3 separate regions of the Hordeum vulgare genome follow, and regions 1 and 2 are each linked to region 3. A link is a contact called in public Hi-C data. All regions are on one chromosome and are shown on one strand. Each heading gives the region's core, a stretch centred on a gene start, on an enhancer-like site or on the middle of the called end of the contact. The rest is flanking DNA. Distances are from core to core; before and after follow the strand shown. Region 1 holds the start of LOC123445302 (transaldolase). Region 2 holds the start of LOC123440732 (probable E3 ubiquitin-protein ligase RHC1A). Region 3 holds the start of LOC123445304 (probable glucuronosyltransferase Os01g0926600).

What was found. Hi-C and Micro-C count contacts between places; a contact is called where the count stands out from the background.
Region 1: a contact with region 3 is called in a Hi-C map of leaf, with 7 times the contacts expected there. The contact joins the promoter of LOC123445302 here to the promoter of LOC123445304 in region 3. A contact is called at or near these places in 2 of 6 Hi-C or Micro-C datasets (leaf and seedling).
Region 2: a Hi-C map of seedling shows a contact between it and region 3, with 3 times the contacts expected there. The contact joins the promoter of LOC123440732 here to the promoter of LOC123445304 in region 3. A contact is called at or near these places in 4 of 6 Hi-C or Micro-C datasets (leaf and seedling) and 1 of 1 datasets of contacts at active chromatin or transcription factors (embryo).

Annotation. Positions count from the first base shown.
Region 1 is chr3H:579,345,809-579,350,326 of MorexV3_pseudomolecules_assembly, reverse strand. It overlaps LOC123445302 (transaldolase), which reads left to right and starts at 2,973. Exons shown (of 6, transcript XM_045122261.1): 1 at 2,973-3,291; 2 at 4,184-4,355; 3 at 4,465-4,518. The coding sequence starts at 3,140.
Region 2 is chr3H:579,431,213-579,435,406 of MorexV3_pseudomolecules_assembly, reverse strand. It overlaps LOC123440732 (probable E3 ubiquitin-protein ligase RHC1A), which reads left to right and starts at 2,599. Exons shown (of 2, transcript XM_045117279.1): 1 at 2,599-2,965; 2 at 3,911-4,194. The coding sequence starts at 3,966.
Region 3 is chr3H:579,595,474-579,600,222 of MorexV3_pseudomolecules_assembly, reverse strand. LOC123445304 (probable glucuronosyltransferase Os01g0926600) reads left to right here and starts at 2,902. Exons shown (of 4, transcript XM_045122264.1): 1 at 2,902-3,270; 2 at 3,904-4,292; 3 at 4,672-4,749. The coding sequence starts at 3,168.

The DNA.
Region 1 (4,518 bases), core at 1,724-4,223, 250 kb after region 3:
GCCATGTGGCTGGTGGAGCGGCGGATCCAACGACGAAGGAGCTTGGGGAGGATCCGGAGATGTGTACAACTTGGGGCGGCTGTGGGCGCAGGCGGCCAATGACGGCGTGCCTCAGGGGTCGTGGATCTGGGTCGGGATGTGGCGAGAGCCAAGCCGTTTGGAAAAGAACGAACCGCGGTCAAGATGAATGATTGCGACCGACGAGTCCGCATACCGACGAGCGTCGGCGAGGCAGCTAGATGTTGCGATGTGGCTGCTGCTAGATGTCAGTCTTTTCTTTGTTGTTGAGTAGAGTTAGATGATGTATCTAAATGTATTTTAGTTCTTTATACATCAAGTTTTATCCATTTTTCACATAAATATTTTTGAATGGATGGAGTATTTCTTAAGAGAAAAGATATTTGCGACTCGACTATGGACTACCTCATCATCAATATATTCCTCGAGTGTAGATACTTTTTATGTCGTTGGTGGGATAGAGAGGAGGGAGGAAAGAAGAGTTGAGAGAGTACGTCAAGGGTTCATCTAGCTCGAACTGGGTCTGGAGGAGGGGTTGCGTTTTATTTCACCCCGCACACCGGCTAGGGAGGGAGAGGGAGAAGCATGCGGTCAAAGGAAACTAACCGTGTTGGTGTAGTCGTTGTGCTCCTACCGCTGGCGTTAGCATATCAACAAAAAAGCACCAAGTATTATAAACTCTTTACAATCTAATGAATCGTCTTATCTCTGAAGTAGTCAAGTATAAAATTATGAATCCATAATAAGATGAGGAAGAATCTAACATACTGAGACACATAGATTAATATTTCATCATAAGAGATAAACTCTTTGAATATCACTCAAACCATGGAATTTATTTCATACCCTTAGCAATGCAGAGACTCTTTTGCTAAAACGTTTACTTTTATAAAAAATAAATATTTTTTTTACGTTTGATCATATTTTAATGTTTATTAAAACTGAATATAAAAATAACGTGCAATGACACATGTTTATTTTTTTCATCCGGTGCAACCCATGGGCATTTGTACTAGTAATATAAAATGAGAAAAAAACTCTTTTTCGTTGAATGGCGGTTCAATTACCAGCGGGTAGCGGCTGCGACTGCGGTAGGCGGTAGCCGCCACCCTGCGTCGTGTGCGTGTCGCCCGTGTATCCGGCCACCTGACTGGGAGGAGAAGCGGAGCCCGACGGGGCAAACAATGCTGCTGCAGATGTTTGGTGGACTTTTCCTGCGTCCAAGGGCCGGCTGGCACCAGGGACGACCGTATGTCTCAATACGAGGAGTACCAGGGACCTACCTGAATTTAGGAATGTCAAATGAAGGACTTTTATAACAGGTCCTAGTACTACTACTACTATAGCACCCGCTTATCTTTTAATGTTATTTTTTTGGGTCCGGACAAGGATAATTTGGGGGCCAGGTTTAGGTGGTGTTTCTTTACCCACGGACTAGACTAAAAGTCCCTTTTAGTCCCTAGATAAAGAAACAGGAGAGACTTTTCCTTAAGAGACTATAAAAAGACTCTTTTGGAGGGACTTTTTTCTTTAGTCCCTGGGACTTAAAAAAAAGTCTAGTCCCTTGAAAAGAAACACCACCTTAACATCGCCAACAACCCCATCATAAACGCCACCAAACCCACCACTTGTGTTCCATTGAAGGTTTTCTCTCTCCTTGTAGGGCTACATGTATTTGTAGCCTCTTTGCATTTTAGCACTGATTTCGCTTTTATGATTTAACCATATTATTTGTGGCTCTACATGTATATTAGCTATATAAATCGCGACCCGTCCTAAATTTTGTGTGTGTGGTGCCTATGAATATTGAAACGGCTTTGTTTTCAACAATAAAGTAGAGGATCCGCTTAATTGGAGCAAACAACTAGTACAGTCTAGGCCCTAGTGAGAGATCCAAGATGTCGCATGCAATTGAAATATAATGAAATTCACAATGTTGGATTTTTTCTTAGATGTCTAAACTACCTTTTCAAAACCAAGTAATTTATCTGTGCTACCTATCATTGTCGACGAGGAGCCACCATCGATCTAATGTTGTTTTCAAGGCGAAAGTGGACATAATGGACCACAACTCTCGCATGCTTCACGAGACACGCTATTATTCATTAACTACTCGATGTTTTGTTCTCTTTTAATTAACATATTTACCATCTCCTTTTTGTGTGTGTGTGGATGGGGGTGGAGGGCTCTAGTTTTACGTTAAAGGTTAAAAATAAAGTACAACTCACCCAATGCATTTATTCGTGCCCCCCCCCTCCCCCCCATATCATCATTCTTGAGGAGAAAGCAGACAATTCGATCCCTTGCGTGAAGCTACAACATATCGGTTATCGCCATTGTCTGCAATGAAGGCGCAAGAAAGTGGTCGCTTCGATTCCCTGCCTCTGTAAAATCATGTAACTGTTCATTAGTTAGTTGATCTTATTGCTATTTGTTAATACTTCCATTTCATAATGTAGTACGTTCATACTTCTCGAGATCTAAGTTTGACCATATGCTTAACCAACGAGACCAATTGCGGTGTGAGTAAAAATTATACCACTGAATTTGTATCAAACATACGAATTCAGTGATATAAATTATGTTCTCGTCGCAAACGGTCTCATTGGTTAACTTTATGTTTAAATTTTAAAAACACAACGCACTGTATTATGAAATGGAGTGAGTACTGGCTTGGCTTCTGGCTTCCTCAATCCCCACAAGTGGCGGTTCAATTACTAGTGTACGTACCTCTCTTTGCTCAAGCCAAAGGAGAGGCAAAAGGGCAATATGACACTGCAAGGCATCTCCAGGACCGGATCATGGCATTGGCACGTTCACATACATGCCTCCGCGTACACACCCGCACCCGCAGCGGCCCACGGCTGATCCGCCCCCTCACCAGCCCCATGATGCATCCCGAAACCCAGAAAGCACAAGGGTCCAAGCGCAAAATGACACTAGAATGGTGCATCTATTTATCGACGATGACAAGGACCAACGGGTAGGAAGGAGGAGGGAGAGATCCGTGCGCAGCTCCGCTAAACCTCGCAACAACCCCCGTGCCGTGAGCGACCAACCAGCCCCCCCCCCCCCCCCCCCCCCCACCAACCCCGCCCCCGGCCCCGGAAGCAGAGCCGCGATGGCCGGCACCGTGCCCAAGCTCGCCGCCCCGAGGCCGGCGGCCGCGGGGCCGCTCCCCTCGCAGTCCCTCCGCTCCGCGGCGCTCGCCTTCGCCCCCTCCGCCCGCCGCTTCCGCGTCTCCCTCGCCGGCCGCGCCAGGAGCCCCGTCATGTGAGTGACAACATACACACGCACGCACCCTCCCCGATCCTCCTAATCTATTCTCTTCGCGCCGCCGGCTGGTTAGATTCGCGATTCCGCCGGGGAGAGCTGCTGCGGCGCCGTAGTAAGGCGAACGACCGACCGACCGGGTTGGGTCGCCGGCGAGGTTCGGTCAGATCAGAGCCGGCCGGGCCGTGATTTGGGGCGTTTTTTTTTTTTGTCTTAATCCACACTTTCACAGCTCGAATTGCGGTGGGTGGGTAGGTGGGATGGATGGCAGCGCTGATGCTCCGCCGCCGCGTAGAATAGATCGCCTCGGCGGCTTGTGAGGCGGGGCGCTCGGATCCGCGGTGGCCTCGAGGTCCTTCCAGGAGGCCTGGGCGCGCGTGTGCGGCCGTCCGATGGGGGATGGACCGCCGGGATCGGGTGGTTTTGGCGAGCCGTCTCGGTCAACTCGGTCCAGATGGCCCGTGTTGCCGTGCGCGGGTTCGTCGCTACATGGTCGATGGCGATGTATCCTATGCAAGCCCGCGCCGCCGGATTCGTTAGGCTACGCGCCACAGCAGGCTGTCGCTTCTATATTCTTCTTGCTTGCTTGATTGATAGGGATAAGCATAGCCTCCCGTCCCGTTTTTCCATGTGTTTCTGGGAATCTCGTATGGCTTTGCGTTGCATTCACTAATATTGTACTCCACCAAGTTTCCACCACCTCATGCATGTGTATAGAAAGTTGAGTAATAGCTCAACATTTACAGTGCTCATGATCATGAATAGAAAGTTCCCTTTGCCAACAGTAAAAGAAGAACAAAAAGTTCCTTTTGTTTGTATTACATATGTATATGATGCATCAATCATTTGGATGTGACGTTAATTCTTGCCCTTCATGAAATTCAATTTTCAGTGCGATGGCTTCCGCCAAGGAAGGAAATGGTGCGGTGACGAAGAGGACCACGCTCCATGACCTCTATGAGCAACAGGGTCAGTCCCCATGGTACGACAACCTCTGCCGGCCCGTTACCGATTTGCTGCCCTACATCGCCAACGGTGTCCGTGGAGTCACCAGCAACCCAACGGTAATAACCCTTTGCCATTTATTTTTCTTATTATGTGCTGTATATGGATTGCTCACGTGCGATGTGTATCCAATGTTCCCTGCTGACTGTGTCCCCCAACGCACCACAGATTTTCCAGAAAGCCATCTCTTCGTCAAACGCATATGACGGCCAGTTCAAGGAG
Region 2 (4,194 bases), core at 1,350-3,849, 160 kb after region 3:
TTGTTTTTCTAAGTGAATTTCAAACTCTCTAGAGTGGCTTAGATTCATCAGCATGTTGTGTGGCATAACTAACAATAGCAGACACAAGAGCATCAGTGGTAGATGATTTCATAGTTTTACAGGCAATTTGGAAAACAACGACATACATGCATGAACAATTGGCAACTTAGAAGCGCTGGTGAGGAAGTTGGAAGAATTTTAGTCAAAATTAGCAAGGACACAAAATGTAGTGAAGTTGCATGTTTTAGCACGACAGTTGCCTCTAGTAGAAGGGAAGCTGCTTATGAAGGTAATATGATCTTATCTACCTTTGTTTCAAAGTTGTTCTCTATTATTTGCTAGTTGTTTATTGTTGCTAATTAGTTACTTTTAATGGAGTGAAGTTGCTTATGTTTAGCACTAAAATTGCCTCATCTAGCATCAAAGTTGCTTATAATTATTTTGTCTAAGTTGCCTAAAAACAGTATGAAATTGCATATAGGTGATGTTGAGGTTACTGCCATTACTATTTTAGTTGCCTACAATATATTAAAAAGTTACAGGTTTGCGGGCAAATGTTTGATCCGCCCCCTATGAAATTTCTCATTACCCCTGTGCGTTTTCTGATCTTTCTCGACTTTTGCAACTAGTCAACACCCGGGACCTAACTAGTCAACACATGCATGCTCAGTAGCATAGGCGGGCGGACTACCCTAGAAAAAGAAAAGAAAAAAAGGCTCTCATACCATCCATCTCCACGTCATTTTGAGTTGCCTCATTTAGTGCTGGAAGTTGCCTCAATGTAATTCCAAAGTTGCCTACGGGTGCTGCTCAATTGTCTACATACGGTGAAAATTTGTCTGTCATGATTTCTATGTTGTCTATGATACTTGCTAGGTAAATTCACCAATACACATGGTGAAAGGAAGTTGCTTCTGTTTAGCACTTAAGTTGCTTCATCTATTGCCAAAGTTGCAAAAAAAATCACATGGGATCTAGTTTTGAAGAGCTCGTCACGAGAAACCTAACAGTAAAAATGGATCATCGTTCTGACACTCAGTTTAAGAGTTATAGTTTTTTGAAAAAAATGAGACGAAATAAAGTGGGATGACATCACCACATGCATGCAGAAAGTCCGTGAGATGTACATTGCCCACTTCCACCACTACACCGTGCACCGACCTCCCTTCTGTCCCCACCTGTGTCAGGACGACCATGTTGTCTCCGTAGCGATCAACACAATCGCACGGCTAAGACGCATGTGCTCGGTTTCACCAAAAAGTGTACCTGCACTTTTAAATATTTGAGGGACATTTTGATTACATTTATTAGTTGTTGCAGAACAAAGTTAGCCACGCTCTTGCTGCGTACGGCAGTGGTACCCCTACCGCGGTATGGCTGGGATCGGATATTCATGTCATTGTAAACTTGCTTCTGCCTATGGCATGTGCTACAAATCATCCGGATGAAGTTTGTCAAAAAATCATCTGCCCCGGGAGCCGTTCGATTAGGTGCACCGGGCATTGGATCGTAGGCTTCACATGACGTCTTCCGTCACCTTGTCTCTCCTCCACTACAGCAGCGGCGACCGTGTGCAGCACCGGCAGAGCTCCAATACGACACTGACGGCTCCGGCGAGCTCCAATGCACCATTGATGGCTCTGGTGAAGTTCCAATGCAACTCCGATGAGCTCCAATGCAACTCCGACAGGGCTGAAGTGCAACATGGGCGACTCCGGTGAAGCTCCAAGGTAACTCCGCGAGAGCTTCAACCCATCTCCAACGCTCCGGCGAAGCTCCATTGCAGCCTGACGGAGCTCCAACGCAGCATCGACGGCTCCGCGTGAGGCGTCCTTGCAACTCCAGCGCTGGAAAGAAGCGGTGTATGTAGCAGTGATGTCACCATCAAGATCTCACCGTCGACGCTTCGCGGCACTCCGACCTTTGTGGCAACAACAACTCCGCTGGCAGGGATGAAGGGGTCGTGGACGAGGAAGGGGAGGCGCTCGCCGAGAGAAAGAGAGCTGATGTAGGAGATGGGGAGGGAGGAGCTGGGGCTGGTCTAGAGGATGAGGATGACTCGTTTTGGATAGAAGATAAAAACGAGGGGATGGAGTTGTGTTGTGCGAGCGTGGCCTGGACTCGTGGCAACCATCAGAAACGGCTTACGCATGCGAAAAATCAGTCGGTTGATCTAGAGTATTTTCCTCTAGCTATTTGCCTATTTGAGTAATAGAAATCTTCTTTTACCCTGGAAAAAAAATTCCGAAGTTGTCGGAGTCCTATATGACGTTTAGATCTGAATGTTCACAAACCTCTCCCATTGTATGGCCGGTTTGCCGGAATTCTGACGTGTCCACACGCGTGAGACACCGTTTTGAATGGCAAAAAAGAAGTTTGGGCACCATTTGATTCAAAAAAAGAAGTTTGGGCACCATTTGAACGAAAAAAGAAAAAAAGAAAAAAAAAAGGTTCAGACGCCTCGGTGTAAACGTTTGCGTGCGAGATGCCCCATCAACCCAGCATGCCCGACACGCAGCATCAGCACCCCCCAACCCACGATTAAAAAAGCGCAAGATGCCATTCCTCCACCCTGACACCGTAGCCGCGGACCCACATGCCGGCCATCATTGTACTCACGGCGAGCCGAGGATCAATGCCTTGGGTATCATCGACTATCCATCCACAGCCCAGCGGCACAGGGAAGCTCTGCATCTACCCGCCTTCCTCCTTCCCCCTCCCCCCTGTTTTTCCTCTTTCTTTTTTCCGGCCATCCTCCTCCTCCCCTGTCCTTCCTCCCATCTCTCTCAGATCCAGCGCTCGGAGTGCCAGGAGGGCGACGAGTGCGGCGGCCAAACCTGCGGGATCTCCCGGCCAACCCTTGCCGCCACCGGCTGCGTTCAAGGCACCCGCCCTTCTTCCTTGCAGAGTAAAAGGAGGGGTCGCGGGGACTCGTCGCCGGAGGCCTCCATTCGCTGCCCCCAAGGTGAAAGTCCAATCGAATTGCCCGTGCATGTGTGCGTGTCTTGTTTAGTTCTTGCATGTGGCGAAGGTGCTTGACGTGAACACCGGCAAACAAACCCTTCAGGGTGTCAGCTTCGTCTTGTATTTGATTTGGACACGCTGGAAACAAGCTTCCTCCCATGTCAAAATTGGAATCTTGATCAAATAGTTTCTAGTTTATGTGTGCCAAATTGATGCTTATGTACAAGAGACATGGACTTGTCTGAAATTTACATCTGTGGTGTGACTGTTCACAAGTTGTGAGAATCGATTCTGGAGTTGCAGCTGCATGTGTGTGTGTGTGATAGAGCTGTGGAGAATTGATTCTGGAGTTGCCGCTGCATGTGTGTGTGTGTGACCTGTGGTCTGGCCTGTAGGTGCAGATGCGTGTTTGTGGAATACTTGTGTACTATCCAAACAAGTCCCGATAGTTTTTCTTTTCACAGGGGAAATGGTTTCCGGTGGTTTCATCCTTGACCAGTAAAATACCCCTGTATCTTAATACAGCTGCATATATTTACATGGTATCCAAGCAGGGCCGTAGTGTAGTATTGTCAGCTGCTGAATTTTTTTGAACTCTAGTATCCAGCTCAGTTGATTCGACTGATCTTCAACTGTGAAGGTCACTATTGTTTTAGTTTTGTCTTTGGAGTTTTGACTTATCTTTGTCGGAACACCTTGTTAAGGAAGGTAAAAGGATCTAGACATAGTGTAGTATTATAAACTGCTGCACAATGTTAAGAAGTCCTCGGGTACACAGTTTGCTTATTTGGGTTGATCTTGAACCATACATGCCCCTACCGTTTTCATCTTTCACTTATCTATGTTAGAATAATTGTATGGAAGGCTGTTATGCAGTCTAGTCTGATTGTGCAAATCACGTTTGAAATTTGTTGCTGAGATCTTGGCTATTATGTCTATTTTGCAGAACGGAGGGGATCCGCTTCCTTTTGGTTTATTTGTGAGGCAATACACCTGAAGAAATGTCAGGAGGTAGGCAGACATATTGGTGCTTCCAGTGTAGACAGCGGGTTAGGCCGCGTGGCCGGGAGATGGAGTGTCCTTACTGTGATTCTGGATTTGTGGCTGAAATGGATGATGTCGATGCTCTCATGAGCCAATTTGTTGGGACGTACAGTGATTTCCATCGTGACCCAAGGTTTGGGATCATGGAGGCAATGTCTGCCGTGATGCGACATGGAATGAGGAGCA
Region 3 (4,749 bases), core at 1,653-4,152:
CGTACGTCGCTCCAGTCGGCGGCGTCCTCCGGTTGGATTTAGTTACCGGAGTAATCTCCGCTCCGCGTCTCCCGGGATGATTGATCCGTCGTCTCCTCCTGCCAGCAAAAGCCTAACTTTCGCTTCCTTTGCGCGCTTAATAATCAACTAATCCCAACGGCCGTTCACACGACTGTTACGAATACGATGTCCACTAGTATAATGTAAATAGTACTTCATCCGTTTAAAAATAAGTGTCTCAACTTTATATTAGCTCTAGTACAAAATTATACTAAGCTTGAGACAGTTATTTTGAGACGGAGGGAGTACTTCCTCCGTAAACTAATACGGAATATAAAAGTATTTAGATCACTAACGTAGTGCACTAAATGCTTCTATACTCCATTAATTTACAGAGCATTGGTTTAAGTGGCTACTGGTGATGCGGGAACATGGACATTTACTGGCATCTCAATTAATAAAAGGCCATAATTAAATGGCTATAATAAATTAACTAATAACTAAATATTAGCTTAGACAATATCTTATGTTTTGTAATTGACAATGCTCGGATTTATCGGGCTTTCTTCTTCAAGCCTTAAAGAGGAGATTTTTTGGGTACATGGTGTCACAATCCCTCCTTCGACTATAGGTCATCGACCCTCTCCTCCTTCGTTGGTCTCGTTGAGAGTATATGAGGTCGTGATTTACCTGATAAAGCTATGTTTTTCCATACTGGGGGGGGAGGGGGGGGGGGGGTAGTAGGGTACCGTCGTGACGCTTAATTGGCGGTGGCGCCGACACGAATCGGACGAATAAATTATCCTCGAGTCTCTTCATCCTGACAATGTTGGTTGTAGTGGCATCGATGGCTCTTTGGTGTTTAGATCCACGCCAACCTCTCACCCGCACGCTTACGATGTCGGTTGTGATAGTTTTCTTTTTGCAATTTGATACTTCGCCCCCACTTCATTACATTGGAGCGACCTTTCAATGCCGACGCGAGGCCTGCGAGCTTTTTTGGAGGTTGAGATCTTTGATCCGTGGATCTTTCACGACAACTACTTTGACGATTTCTTCTCCAGTGTGATGGTCCGGCATAATCTTGGCTTGGTGACTTCTAGTCCGCGACGAACAACTACTGTTAGGCCCAGAAGCAGCCACACCATCGACTCATTCTGAAGGAAGCAGATGTCCAACCCTCCTTTAGGTCCATGTATTGTTTTTCAATTAATTAGCACAATGCCAATGCATTGCAATAGGATGTAAATATTCTAGTACATTAGCTTATGATTTACCTATTCATATTAATACGATTATGTAAATAAATGTTTATCATATCCTGTCTGTGATTTACCTTATATTTTGATGAGAAGTTTGATAAGTAAATGAAGATGAAATTAGTTCAGACTATAAGTAAACTATGAGATGATGGATTATCGATTGTCATGAAAAAAAAGATGATTAATTATCATATAAGAAGGTTGAACAAAGGATGGTGAAAACAAAAACATAAAACCTTGCTTTGTTTTGAATGAAGAAATAAAAGAACGTTTAGAGCATCTCCAACCGCCGCGCTTCGCGCCGCGCCCAAAAAATGCGTTTGCCGCGCGCGCTTCGGCTGGTTTAGCGCGGGGTTAGGCGCATGCTCCAGCAGCCACGCTATGATGCAGCGTGCGCGCCGCTCCAGCAGTGCCAAAAAATGCAGCGCGCGCAAATCATTTTTTAAATAGATTGCATTCAAATAAAAAGCATACAAAGTTATTTTACATAGATTGCAACTTGATAGGTAGTTCGAAAACATAGATAGATAATTTGGTGCTAGATAGTTCGAAAACATAAAACTAATCCCAGTCGCTCCAATCATCGCACCATCATCATCGTCGTTGGTGTCGTCAGAGGTTGACAGCCAGATGTCGAACCAAGGCTCGTCTTCTTCAGTGAAGAAGGAGCTCCCGCCTGCATTGCCGAGGTCGGCCTGCGCACTCGCCAATGCCTTCCGCCGACGCCTGTCCAACCGCTCCTCGCAGCGCCGGCGCGTGTCCTCCTCGCGGCGCCTTGCCCAATAACTCTGCTCGTAGGCGACATCCTCCGGGTGGCGCCGGCGCCACTCCGCCATGACCCGCTCGTCCTCCTGGGCGACGAGGAGGCGGCGCTGCCGCGCAGTGTGCTCCGCACGGTCTTGTGCGGAGTTTACACGAGGCGGCGGGGCGACGTCTAACGCCTGCTGGAGCGTGTAGACGTCCTGAAAGTTCATTCGGCGGCGCGGCCTGCCTAGGCGCCACGCCGCCGCGTCGAACGCGCGGGCGGCCTCGTGCGCCGTGTCGTACGTGCCGAGGCTAAGCCGGAGATCGCCGGAGCGTATCTCGGCGTAGAACCCGCCGTTGGAGCGCTCGCGGACGCCGCGGTAGCCGGACGCAGAACGGCGGCGGGGCGGCATGGTGGCGCGTCGGGGGCGGGGCGCTGGAGCGGCGGTGGCGTGAGAGGCAGAGGGAGAGAGAGAGTGTGTGGAGCGGTGGCGGCATGAGGGAGCGGCAGAGCTGTGCTTTTATAGGCGCGCGAAGCGGCGCGGCAAAAATGACGCGCGAGCTGCCGCCTTTTCGCGCGCGCAACGTGTTACCTCGCGCGCTGTTTTCCCGCCGCTGCTGGAGCGCGTCATTCCGTCCCGCGCGCGCTAAAATGGCTGTTTACCGCGCGCCCCTTTTCGCGCGTGTGTTGGAGATGCTCCTAGGTCATTACTTATAATTTTCTTCCTAGAGGTAGCAGCAGAGATAGAGATAGATTTGTGTCTTGTCCAAAAAGGAAATCCCATTTTACTTGTCAGAATCACGATCACTACGTGCACGCAACGGCGGTGCCGGATTTACTGCGCGCGCGCGCGTGTCTTGAGAGGCTCACCTCCCACCAACCTGCTCCGCCGACAGCTAGCTCATCATTGACACCGAGAGCCGAGCCGGCTCCCACCACCACCACCCTCCACCTCCGCCCCCGCCCCCGCCCCGCTCGCTCCTCCGCATTATTACCACCCGGCGCCCCTCTCCTCTCCCCTCCGACCTCCCCCCGGCCCCCTCCCATCCCTGCTCGCCAACGCGCAGCAGCAGATTCGCCCGTCCCCTCTGTCTCCTCCGCCCTTCTTGGTGCCGAGCAGGGGAGCGCAGCGCACGGGGAGCTGCGGGTGGGCGGCGGCGATGGGGAAGCCGCGGGCGATGCTCGCCCTCGCGGCGGCGCTCGCGCTGCTCCTCTCCTGCTCCGACGTCGTCGTCAGGGCCCAGGACACCGAGAGGATCGAAGGTGTGTATACCAACCTATGCGCGATTCAGCTGTGGAGGCAAAAGAAAAAAAATGCTCCCTTTTCCTTTCCAGCTTTTGATGCTCTACTACTAGTAATCTTTACTGCTCTTCTTCCTGCTGCTGCAATGCTTGTGCTGCCGAGTTCGTTTGATCCCCCAAAATCCGCGTTTCCGCGTGCGCCTCCGTGGTGATTGGGATCTGATTTGGGGGCGTCCGTCCGTACTGTCTTTTGGAGCGAATCCTGCTGGTTGGGGTTGGGGAAGAAGGCGGGCGGCATGAGATCTGCCGCCGCTAGACCAATTCGTTCCAAGATCTCGAAACCCTGATAGGATTTTTTTTTATTATGCGCCGCATGTTCCAACTTTGGTCACCGACAGTGAGAGCATGTCTGACTTTGTAGATAAGCAAGGCCGCCTACCTCAATCACCAAACTTTTTTTTGCTTTTGTTTTTGAGAATTCTCAATCACCAAACTTTACACATCATTACTACTATTATTAAACCTCCCTGTGATTCTGGACGCAAGTCTAAATTGTCTGCACCGTTGCCATATTCGACCAACAGCCCACTCAAACTCTGCATTTTCAGCCATGACAGTACTTGATTCTCATCACGTTTTATGATGCAAATTCAGGGAGTGCTGGTGATGTGCTGGAGGATGATCCTGTCGGGAGGCTGAAGGTGTACGTCTACGAGCTGCCCACCAAGTACAACAAGAAGATGGTGGCCAAGGACTCCAGGTGCCTCAGCCACATGTTTGCCGCCGAGATATTCATGCACCGGTTCCTGCTGTCGAGCGCGATCCGGACCATGAACCCGGAGGAGGCCGACTGGTTCTACACTCCGGTGTACACCACCTGTGACCTTACTCCGTGGGGCCATCCGTTGCCCTTCAAGTCTCCGCGGATCATGAGGAGTGCAGTTCAGTTTATCTCATCACACTGGCCCTATTGGAACCGGACAGCAGGTGCTGATCATTTCTTCGTCGTGCCGCATGACTTTGGGGCATGCTTCCATTATCAGGTGAGTCATGGAGCAGAGAAGAGAAACCTGAATCTTCCTACTATATATTACTCCCTCCGTCCCAAAATTCTTGTCTTAGGTTTGTCTGGAGATACATCCATGTCTAGACAAACCTAAGACAAGAATTTTGGGACGGAGGGAGTAGCACTGAAGCATGGAATGAATGTACTTTGCACACTTGTACTACCACGCTTCGACAACCGTTCATTTGCTTATGTAGCATAATCTGCTTTTATCTTAGATATTTGGAAACAAACTGCATGCTCTGTTAGATATTTGGAAACAAACTGCATGCTCTGTTAGATATTTGGAAACAAGTTGCATGCTCTGTTCTAGTAGAATCTTTCTCTGACATGCATTTGGCATTGCCGTGGTTCAGGAAGAAAAGGCGATTGAACGGGGGATCCTTCCATTGCTTCGCCGCGCTACACTTGTCCAGACATTTGGGCAGAAGGAT